Regions from separate parts of the Mus musculus genome. Here region 1 is linked to region 2. The links are chromatin contacts, called in public HiChIP or PLAC-seq maps. All regions are on one chromosome and are shown on one strand. Each heading gives the region's core, a stretch centred on a gene start, on an enhancer-like site or on the middle of the called end of the contact. The rest is flanking DNA. Distances are from core to core; before and after follow the strand shown. Region 1 has its middle 18 kb from the start of Nsmaf. Region 2 holds the start of Sdcbp (syndecan binding protein).

Region 1 (5,399 bases), core at 514-3,013, 110 kb before region 2:
TTGAAAGCACTCCTTTCTAGAGCAGTGCTGTTGTTTGTAGCAAGAAAATGTAAAGTTCCTATAGCAACACGTGTAATTATCACTTTTCTCTGAGGAAATAAAGCTTGATTCACTGGCCCTGGCAGCCCCTGTGGCCAGTGAGAAATTCTCTGAACTCTTTAAACTCTTTGTGGGTTAGGCAAGAAGGAAAAGAGAAAAAGGGGAAATCACACACACATACACACAGGTGGGGGAAGGGAATAAAGCAAGACAAGCTCCAACAACTTCACACATGCACATACATACAGATATACATACAGGCAGACAGACAGGCATATTGGGTGGATAGAGCAAAACTCTAACAACTTTATGTTTTCCCTTAGCCCTTTTATACCACATAAAACCAAAGTTTCTAAGTAGGAAAAAGATAACTTCATAGCCATAAGTTATACATTCTCTGATTACAATCACCACAAAAACATATTCTTCAAAATAAGATTGAAATAATTATACAAAAGGAAATTATGACAGGATTATTGATATTCTATTTTTCTTTTGAAACTCATACCTAACTAAACATTGCCCATCTATTTTTCTCTCCACAAATTCCATGTTACCCCAAAGTAATAATTCTTTTGTCACTGACTAACAAAGTATAAGTAAGCTAAGTCTATACTAGCAAGATATTTTCTATGCTTAGCTGATGACAATTTGTATTTACAAAGAAATAGATCATCTAGGTATTAATTTTGATGTCCTATTCAGCTAAACTGGCTAATCATCTATTCTCTATTCTTATATTCACAATAGATTTATTCTTTATTCATAACCCTGTCTGTTTATGGTACACACCAAAACCTATGGCCACATCCCTAGATCACAAGATACCAAAACTCAGACCCAACCCAGAATGAATGTTTTCTTTGGTCATTAACTTGTCTCAAGCCTATTTTTCTCTTCAAAGTGCAGTTATGTGCTTATCATGCATAAAAACTTACTGTACTTTTTTAACCTATGTCACCCTCATTAATCTACAAGTGAGGGGGCACATTCTACATTCTACTCGATTCTAACTTTATTATTATCTTTCTGGTAAAACAACTTAAACTATTTCCCTAAGTTATCAACTTCCTAAACTATTTCCTAAATTCCTTTTTTTTTTTTGGTTTTTGTTTTTTTCAAGACAGGGTTTCTCTGTATAGCCCTGGCTGTCCTGGAACTCACTCTGTAGACTAGGCTGGTCTCGAACTCAGAAATCTGCCTGCCTCTGCCTCCTGAGTGCTGGGATTAAAGGCGTGCGCCACCACCGCCCGGGTTTTTTTAAAAAAATTTTATTACTTATTTATTTATTAGTTTTCCTAAATTCCTAAAACTAATTTTATTTAAGTCAAATCAGGAATTCTGTGAATTCATTAGTTTATCTAAACAATACTATTTTATGAAAATTCATCTTCATATTGATCTGCAGGAAAATTTCCCAATAGAGCAGGCTATTACCCAGGATATAATCACACCAGGCTATAGAGGCAGTGAGGGTCTCCCCGTGGACAACCATGCTAGATGTATGAGAAGCACAGCAATGACAAACATGAGAAGGCACAGCAGCAGCAATAAGCAATCCTGGGATAAAGCCTCTTATGCCTTGCCTATCCATGATACACCATTGCAGCTATGCAAAATGGTGGCCCATCTCCAGGAAGCTCACTTGCCCAGTACAGCTCCTCCTGCATGGTGTCTGCCAAGGTCCTTCCTAGGGACTGGTTGAAAATTAATATCTGTTGGTCAGAACATATATTTACCCTTTCAGAATAAATACTGCTGTGGTTTGAATATGCTTGGTACTCTTAGGTGTGGCCTTGTTGGATGAAGTGAGTCATTGTGGGGGTGAGCTCTGAAGCTCCACCCAGTTCACAACAGTCAGTTTTCTCCTGGCTGCAAACAGATCTAGATGCAGAACTCTCAGCTCCTCTTGCCTGTATGGAAGCTGCCATTTCCCCACCTTGATGATAATGGACTGAACCTCTGAACCTGTAAGTCCTTTATAAGAGTTGCCTGGGTCATGGGGTCTCTTCACCGAATGGAAACCCCAACTAAGACAAGTAGTGATTGTTGTTGCTGTAAGCTTGAAATCAGGTATTTATAATACAGTCCATCAAACAAAGAATCAATTAAACAAGGATAGCTGACACTTGTCCGTTCTTGTTCATTCTTGTCATGTGAAGAGGGAATGCTTTTGAGAGTAGGGTACCACACCTGAGTCACAAAGTGGAGAGCAACTGTGTTGCTAGAGGGAGAGGGCTTATCTGTAGCAGATGAATTGTGCTAAAAACAACAACAGTAGCAACAAAACAAAAAATTAGAGAGTGTGTCTGTTAGTTCTTTCTAAGAACATTTGGGAAATTAAAGTTCCTGAATTCAGATGTATTTCCGGGGTTTAAAAGGATCAGAGAAGCAGTTGGCTTGAAGCATCTGACCTGTGAGCCCAGAGTCAGATTTTAAATTATACTTTGTGATGAAATTAATAGGCATTTCAGTGAATACTTAGATTTTACACAAAACTAGAAATTGAATTATAGGATCTAACAATTATGAGTATATATTGATATTTTAGACCAAATAGCTTTGGGAGTAGTGACCTTGGTGGGAATTGACAACACACAGCCTCAGCTGAGTTAAACATTGCTTTAAATATGTCTTATTTCAGCTTCTAACACAGAAATCCTAAAGAAATCGTTTTGTAAGTATAGTTTTTTGAGTAGCATCAGAAAGCATTGTTGCAGAGATCTGAAACATGGAACAAAGCTCAAAGAAACACTGTAGAAAAAAAGAAAATATGAGGCTGATGTCATGTCCTTAATGAAAATGGAACCCCAGAAAAGTGTTAACAGTAGTCATAGTGCATAAGAAGCCAGGAGAGCCCCACCTCTCTGGCTACAGCTCTTTGGAGTATTGACCCTGTATGCACCCTGACAGCTACAGCACTCAGGTGAGTGAGACCATTCTACCCACCTTGGCAGCATAATAGAGCTGGCCCTGGTAGTATGGGCACAGGAGAGCTATCAGGCTGGTCAACTCAGACTCCACCTATGCCCAGATGCAGGACTCTTGTTGAGGGCAGCATACCATGACATAGATGGCATCTGGGACCCTGAGAAGAAGGAGACACATCCCTCCAGACCTGCCATCAGAAATAAGGAACTACAGCAGGCCTTGGTGGGGACATCTCAAAAGCCCATGGAAGCTCATTTGTAAAAAAGTTCTTCCCATTTCTCCTAACCTTAGCCCTGGACAATGACTGTATAGATTTCGGCCTTGGTGTGCATAATTATTCTATTATATCTTACTTTCCTATTTCCTTCTCCTTCTGCTTTGGTGAATTCTGTGATGTTCCTTGATGTAATGATTTTTTTTGTTTGTTTTTTTGTTTTTTTTTTTTTTTTTTTTTTTTTTTTGGTTTTTTGAGACAGGGTTTCTCTGTATAGCCCTGCTGGCTGTCCTGGAACTCACTTTGTAGACCAGGCTGGCTTCGAACTCAGAAATCCACCTGCCTCTGCCTCCCAAGTGTTGGGGATGTAATGATTCTTAAACAATCAAAAATTGGGGCATAGGGGCACAGCGCAGCATAGTCCTAATGGTCCAGGTACATGCTATGAGTTCTCATCTCAGAAACAATGCAATAACTGTACAATGGTAGTTCCAAATTAATGCTTGACTAACAAAGAAAAGTTTGAAGAAATTATGTTTAGAAATAAATTAAGAAAATGAAGCAGAGCCAATATTATGACCCCGAGAAATAAAAGCTATTGAATTTATGAAATAAGTTTTACACATTTGACAGTGGTTCCTGCTCTCCTTTGGAAATGTATAGATAATAAAATATAGAATGCAGAAAATTATATACTAGTAAAACTAAGTCAAAACACTGGGACTCTTAGGAGAGTCATTGTGTGCAATGTGCAGAAGCAGAAAGCTAGCGGAACTGCTGAGTTAAGGGTTAACTTGGTTCTTTCTGGCCACTGCCAGGCAGCTTTGCCCATGTGATTTATCATTAGAGCTTCACAGAAAAATGCATGTAGTTGGCCTCAGAGCTCTTGAGTTCTGAAGTATAATAAGCCAAAAGTTTAAATAAGTTTACAATTATTATTTTGGCCATGGGCCTGGGATTAGTGGAAGCTTGAAACTTTGGAGAACAATTGTGATTCTTACTTCTTTGTGAGATGTAATCATTCTTTTGAATTTGATCTGGCAATGATTATACAATAACTTTTTTCCTACCTGCTTTTGGAGTAATAATAAAAGACTGGGGCAAGTTAAAGACAAGGAGAGAGTGTGAGGAGAGAGGTGGAGAGAGAGAAAGAGAGAGAGAGAGAGAGAGAGAGAACACATGGGATGTGTGCATGTGATGTGTATGTGTTTCTTACACACCTTTCCAGATATCCCTGCTTCCAAATGAGATGTGTATGTATTTCTTACACACCTTTCCAGATATCCCTGCTTCCAAATGAGAACCTAGATCCTGTGTCGAGGCTAGACCCTGACAGGCTCTGAGTTGACAAGCTCCAGCATCTACCCCATCCAGGAGAAATTGCTACTGTTCACAGATTACCTAAATTCCTGTGGGGTTCTGCATTCTGGAGAAAGGATGCAGTTCATGGTTGCTAGAATTTTGTTCATATAAATGTTTAATGTGCAGATATCCTATTCCTTATAAAATTAAGCCTCTGTTAACCGGAAAAGTTTAAATACATACATACATACATACATACATACATATATATATATACATATATGTATATATATATATGTGTGTGTGTGTGTATACATATATATGTATGTATTTAAATATATATATTTATATATAATTTTGTTCATTGTTCATTTAGTACAAAAAATGTATGTATTGTCCATTTAGTGTTTACATAATCCTGCAATATAAAGTGATTTACTTAACACACCTGTTCTTTAATTTGGATATATGCAGTTAGTTTTCAAAATACTTTACCTGACAACTAAACACTATCAAATAAATGTGATCTATAAGCTCTCTGTGTATAAAGTTTTAATTATTGTTCTTGATTTAAATGCTAGTAATAAATACCTTAGGAACATACTTTTGTTATACTGAAAACTATGTCTACTTATATTTTACTCGCAGACCTATTTACTAGCATACCTGTTAAGCCAATTCATTAAAAATATTATTTTTTAAAGAATGCAAAGATGATACAAAGTTGCAAGTCATGAAAAATAAACATATACTTCCAAATGTCAGTCATTATAAAGAAGGAAAGGACTTTCAGAAGGTTTCAGACCAGAGGAGTGAGCAAAGTGGACAAGAAAATTAAATCATAGATTTCTGGAAAGTGTCTTTTGGGTTCTTGCTCATTGCGTTTCGAGTGGGAAGGCAGAGTCTCTGTAGG
Region 2 (5,495 bases), core at 885-3,384:
GTTACCCTTCATTACAGCTGTAAGAGGAGCTGGAGCTGTTGTGATCTGTTGTGATGTGACAGGAGTCTTGCAGGGGGAGAGCCTTCAGCTCGGAAACGTGGAAGGAGGTTCTGCTTATTCTCCGTCAGGAGTGGGGCCCAGGAAGGTTCAGACCATGTACACTAGTAGGGCACACTAAGAAGGTGACAAAGTTAAAACTGTAGAGTTGTTGTGAGTCTGGGCCCCAGGGGCCTAGGTTCCTGGCAGGTCTGTATGCAGGAGCTCCAAGGAACACATGCTGTTCAGTTCCCAGCACCCATTCTTGGGGCAACTGACAAAACCACTAATTCAACCCCACAGGCACGCTGACTCTGGCCTCTCCACTCCCTGCACTCCCCATCCCACTCCCACGTATGTACACACACACATACACACACACACACACACACCATTTTTTAAAAAGCTAGCGGAAAGAAACTATCATTTTTTAAATATAGTTGTTCAAAGCCTTTTACAATTTTAAGAAAGTTAAGTATAAGAGGAGTAACTCCTACAATTTAGACATCTGCTCCAATTATAACTCCAGACACAGTAAGACCGCTTCATGTCTTTAGTTGACATGTACTTGCAAAGGGTGACAATCATACCTACTAGCTTGGTCACAGTGACACTGACCAAAACACAGCCAAACTTAACCATAACTGAAAGTTATAATCCAAAATGTTATTACTAACTGGAAAAACAGACACATACAGCAGAAAATCATGCCTTCCTCAGTGTTAAACTGAGGGAAACATATTTACATGTCTGACCATAGAGGCACTATCTGAACCAGTACCTAAGACCGTAAAAGAACTGGCCTGCCAGAGGAAATATGGCTGGCTGGTGGGCACAACCAAAGCCTATGCCAAGCACAGGGGAGGTTTTATACTGTATGCTCTACATTTTAAATGCTTAAAATTTTGAGCCATATGTTTACTAATTACATCCTTAAAAGCTAAAATTTTCAGTAAGTGTTGCAACATTTGGCAATTAATAAGTACAAGGAGAACGATTATTAAATGTATAAGTATTTTAAAGTGTGTGGGTGTCTTTTACAGTCTCTGGATGTTTACTACCTAAGAGAAAGTGGCAAAAATGGGGGGAAGTCGGTGAGCCGTGCTCATTTTAAAGGGCTGCTTAATTCAAAAGTGCATCAAAATCTTAATCAGCCCTTTCTTGTTCATGATTTTTAAATCCTCTTTAATAGATCCAGCACAGCTAAAATCTGCTTCCAAAGTTAAGTGACTCTGGCTATAATGGAGTAATTGTTTACTGAGCCTTCTCGTCATTCCATTTCCTTATTTCCTGGTGCAAGTCATCTGATCAGTAATACTTACGTACCACTTAAGACCTACCAGTTTAAGGACCTAAGTTGTTAACAGGATGAAAAGGCATATTTTCTGCTTTGTCCTATCCTCACATCGGGAAAATGAGAGTACAAATCTGCTGAACTATATCACCTTGACATTTCAAAAGTAAGACAATTGACCAGGGCAGCAGCTATTTTCAATATAACTTTCGTTCTTAAACATTTGTTCTCGGTGTAAAGCGTGCGTGTTAAGAATTTAAAACTCTACACTTTCTAAGTAATTTACCTAATGGAAAACAAAACAAAACAAGAAAAAAAAAAGCTATGTGTCGAAGATAGGACGAATACAACAAACGATCCCACACACTCCACGGCTCCATAACTGCACTTCTGAAACTGGAAACTTTCCACGTCTGTACGCCTCCCTCCGCCCCGTATTAGAAGGAAATCCTCCAAGGAGATCTGAGTCACCAGACCTCCGGAGACCGTTCCTGGTGCACACACCCCGCTGCAAGCCCTGGCCCTCCCTGCCCCCTTCCAGAGCAGCGGCTCCGCAGCTAACCGTTGTCACCTCCGGTCCGTCGCGCCCTGCCAGCCGTCCGGAAGCCGCTGAGGACGCCACCGAGTGCGGGCGAGGACCCGGCCAGACCCACCCGGGGCCCGAAGCAGAGCGCCGGACCAGCTCCGAGACCTGCCGGGGCCCGGGACCCCCGCGGCCACTCACCTGCCCCGAGGACCGCGCCGCTCCTGCTGCCCGCTCCAGCTCCACACAACCGAACCTCGGGGCCCGCCCTGCGCGTCATCACCGCCCCCGCCTTCCGCCGCGCAGGCGCAGGCGCACGCGCCGTCCCCATGACAACGCGGCACAGCCCGAGCGACCACCAGCCCACCCTCCCTCTACGAAATCCTCCCAACTCCCGGCTCCAGCCTCGGTTCCCTGGCAGCCCCCGCCGCCTTTTACTACCCTTTGTTCCCAGAACGAATGCTCATTGGCTGCTGACTGTTACTCTCGGTGTTGAACACACACACACACACACACACACACCCTGAAATAAATAAAACCCACATTCTAATCTTAAAAACACGGACTATGTGCTTTCTGAGAGTTGATGGTGCTGATAGGGGAATCCAGATGTTTGGGGTGTACATGAATATGTGAAACTGACAATATCTACACCAGTCCATGGCTGAGGCCATTTCCTAGTAACAGTATATGACATCATTGGCATGCAAGCAATTGTCTATCTAAATTATTCATCATCACAGTCATTTGAAATTTTATCTCTGGTAAAACAATAAGCATTACATGACAAGAGGAATGAAAATGTGATGCTCCAGGGAGAATATGGCTTAACTGATGAACAACTTGTAAAACGAGTTACGGGATGGAAAAGGAAGAAATACAGTTCTATTCACAGCTGGCAAGATTATCTATGTAAACAAAGAGAAAATAAACACCAGTAAGCAGAATAAGCAGCTACAGCAAGGTTGCTACGATACACGGTTAATATACACACGAGTCAATTACTTTCCTATCTGCACGAAATGAGCAATTGGAATTGAATATTAAAAATATATCAAGATAAAATACTTAGCTACAAGCCTAGTTGAATGAATATCTGTGTGAAGGAAAACTCCTAATTAGAATTTCATGCTGTGGAAATAAATAGGTTGGAATGTCGAAAGTCCAGAGGAAGATCACCATATCTTGGGCTAAATCCTGGCCCTCCAGAACAGCCATTCCTTGTTTCCCTGTGTCTAAACTAACATCTTGTGACAATAAACAACAGGTCTTTAGAATCTATTGAATTAGCAGGCAACTAGCTTCTACCAATCCAAATGCTTAGAATGCCACCAGAAAACACCTTGCGTCTTACAGAAAGGTTCCCTGAACCTCACCCCCACTGCCTTGTCCTGCCTCTCTGAAGTAAGCGCCTATGTATTGTAAGCTTGCCTTGACTGATGACTTCCTCTGTCCTGTAAAATGGTGCACGCCTTTAATCCCAGCACTTGGGAGGCAGAAGCAGGCAGATTTCTGAGTTCGAGGCCAGCCTGGTCTACAGAGTGAGTTCCAGGACAGCCAGGGCTACACAAAGAAACCCTGTCTCAGAAAAACAAACAAAAACAAAAACAAAAACTATGAGAGCTACTTGAGGCTACTTGTTGGAACATAGAATTTGAAGTAACCTAAATCTGTGTTCCCAGGCCATGGTCACTCAAAATGGTTCCAAAATCAACTATCTCTTATCACCTTTAAGATGAGAGCTGCGGTTTCTTTGTGTTGACAGGGAGTTCTAAAGAAAATGAAAGATCTGAGTAAAGTGGGGGACGCCCACCTTTATACATAGGAAGAAAGATTTTATGGAGATGTCAGTTCTGCCCACCATCTATAGATCTCATCCAATCTCAGTCAAAATCCTATCAAGTCATAGATACCAACAAGCTGGTTCCACAGTTTGTGAGAAAAACAAAACACCAAGGCGGGCAAGATGGTTTAGTGGAGTGAAAGCATTTGCTGAAAAACAAACAAAAAAAACAAAAAATACTGTCAACCTGGAAAGAGAGAGCCAACTGGAGATGTTGTCCTCTGACTTCACATGTTTGTGCTGTGTGGCAGGAGAACTGTACACATATACATGGGCACACACACAAACAGTAAATAAACTAATCATAAAGGATGCTGAAGAAGATAAAATATGTAGCTTGAGGGTGTTTTACTGTGGCTACAAGAACAAATTACCAAAGGCTAGGTGGTTGGAGCAACGGAACAGGGAATACCTGTTATATCTTGAGTTACCTAAAGACTTTGGATCTAACAAGGACCCACCTCCTAATGTGCAGATAGCCAACTTCTCATTGCAACTAAAAGACAGGAGAGAAAAACAAGGGGCGATGAGGAAAGAAGAGGGGAAGAGGAAGGGAAGAAGGGCAGAGTTCATGAATCACACTACAGAGTGGGCTTCCTTGTAGGAACTAGAATTAGAGACACGAAAATTCTGTTCATAACAGCAGTAACTCAGTACAAAACTCCTTTGATGGTATAGCATAGTAATCAAGGGAGAGTAGAGATGACAGGCAATGAAGCAGAGAAATAGAATCAACAAATGCACCGAATAGATCTTGACAAAGAAGCAAAGTCACACAGCTGTGAGTTCGACCCCTCTGTATCATGAAGGAGAAGATGAAGAAGAAACAAACCTAACAGCAGCCATTTTACAAGCCTTTAATCTCAGCACTCAGGAGGCAGAGGCAGGAGTTCAAGGCCAACCTGGTCTACAAGTAAGATCCTGGACAGCTAAGGATTACATAGAGAGAGAGAGAAACCCTGTCTGAAAATAACTAAAAGCCGGGCAAAAGTTCTGAAAGATACAGATGGAGAGCAATTTGAAAAGAAATTCAGAATCCTGTAAAAGTAGGAGACTGCAAATTTAAAAATGAGACCACCATCCGCATCTATCAGAAAGCTAAAATTCAAAGCACTGGTAACACCGACTGCCAAGAAGAATGGTAAGACACTCATGAGCCCAGCCACTGGACAGCAGTGTAGAACTTCCTTACAAATCGAACTGTGGTTCTCTCATAGGAATGATGTTCAAGAAACATTAGCCGTGCTTCTGGGCACGTAGCTGAAAAGTTATGTTCGCAACACAACTGCCCATGAATATTTATATCAGAGTATTGATTATTACCAAAGCAGGTCACAAGATGTTCTTCAAGAGATAGAGAAAACGTTGGGGAAGGGTTCCATCGGTAAAGTGCTGCCTTGAAAGCACAAAGACCAGAGTCTCAGCCCCAGAACTCACAGCAAAAGAAACTTGGGGTGGTGGTACAAGATGGCAATCTCAGCACTAGGGTGGCAGAGGCAGCTGGGTTCTGGAGGTTTCCTGGCCTGTCATCTTAGCCTAGTCAGTGAGTTCCGGACATTAAGAGATACTATCTCAAGAAACAGAGTGGACAGTTGCCAGGCTGCGTGTCTGGCTCACTGTTAGAGTCCCAGGAGTGCTGCCCGCGTGCTGCTCAGGGTAAGCAGATACAGTGCGTAATGGAGATCCTCAGTTCGTGCTTTTCCCCAATGGGAAATAGCTGAACACTCAGGGCCTTTCTATTTCGGGTTAGCATGGAGAACTCCAGGGTTTCATGCTCCTTGACTTCCCTCAGATAGAGG

Evidence for each region. HiChIP or PLAC-seq counts read pairs in DNA pulled down with a chosen protein or histone mark.
Region 1: a contact with region 2 is called in a FOXA1 HiChIP or PLAC-seq map of pancreatic cancer cells. The contact joins the enhancer-like site here to the promoter of Sdcbp in region 2. A contact is called at or near these places in 1 of 39 promoter capture datasets (the C10 cell line), 4 of 115 datasets of contacts at active chromatin or transcription factors (effector CD8 T cells, memory CD8 T cells, microglia and 1 more) and 3 of 9 other capture datasets (adipose tissue, liver and pancreatic islet).

The regions. Positions count from the first base shown.
Region 1 is chr4:6,469,370-6,474,768 of GRCm38.p6, reverse strand. No RefSeq gene overlaps it. Among named protein-coding and RNA genes, the nearest start is that of Nsmaf, 18 kb to the right of the region's middle. Within about 2 kb of position 1,763, at least 24 of the 459 cell types and tissues checked have an H3K27ac peak or open chromatin away from gene starts, as enhancers often do. A contact at or near this core is called in pancreatic cancer cells, where this site is marked.
Region 2 is chr4:6,362,319-6,367,813 of GRCm38.p6, reverse strand. Sdcbp (syndecan binding protein) reads right to left here and starts at 2,134. Exons shown (of 9, transcript NM_001098227.1): 1 at 2,055-2,134.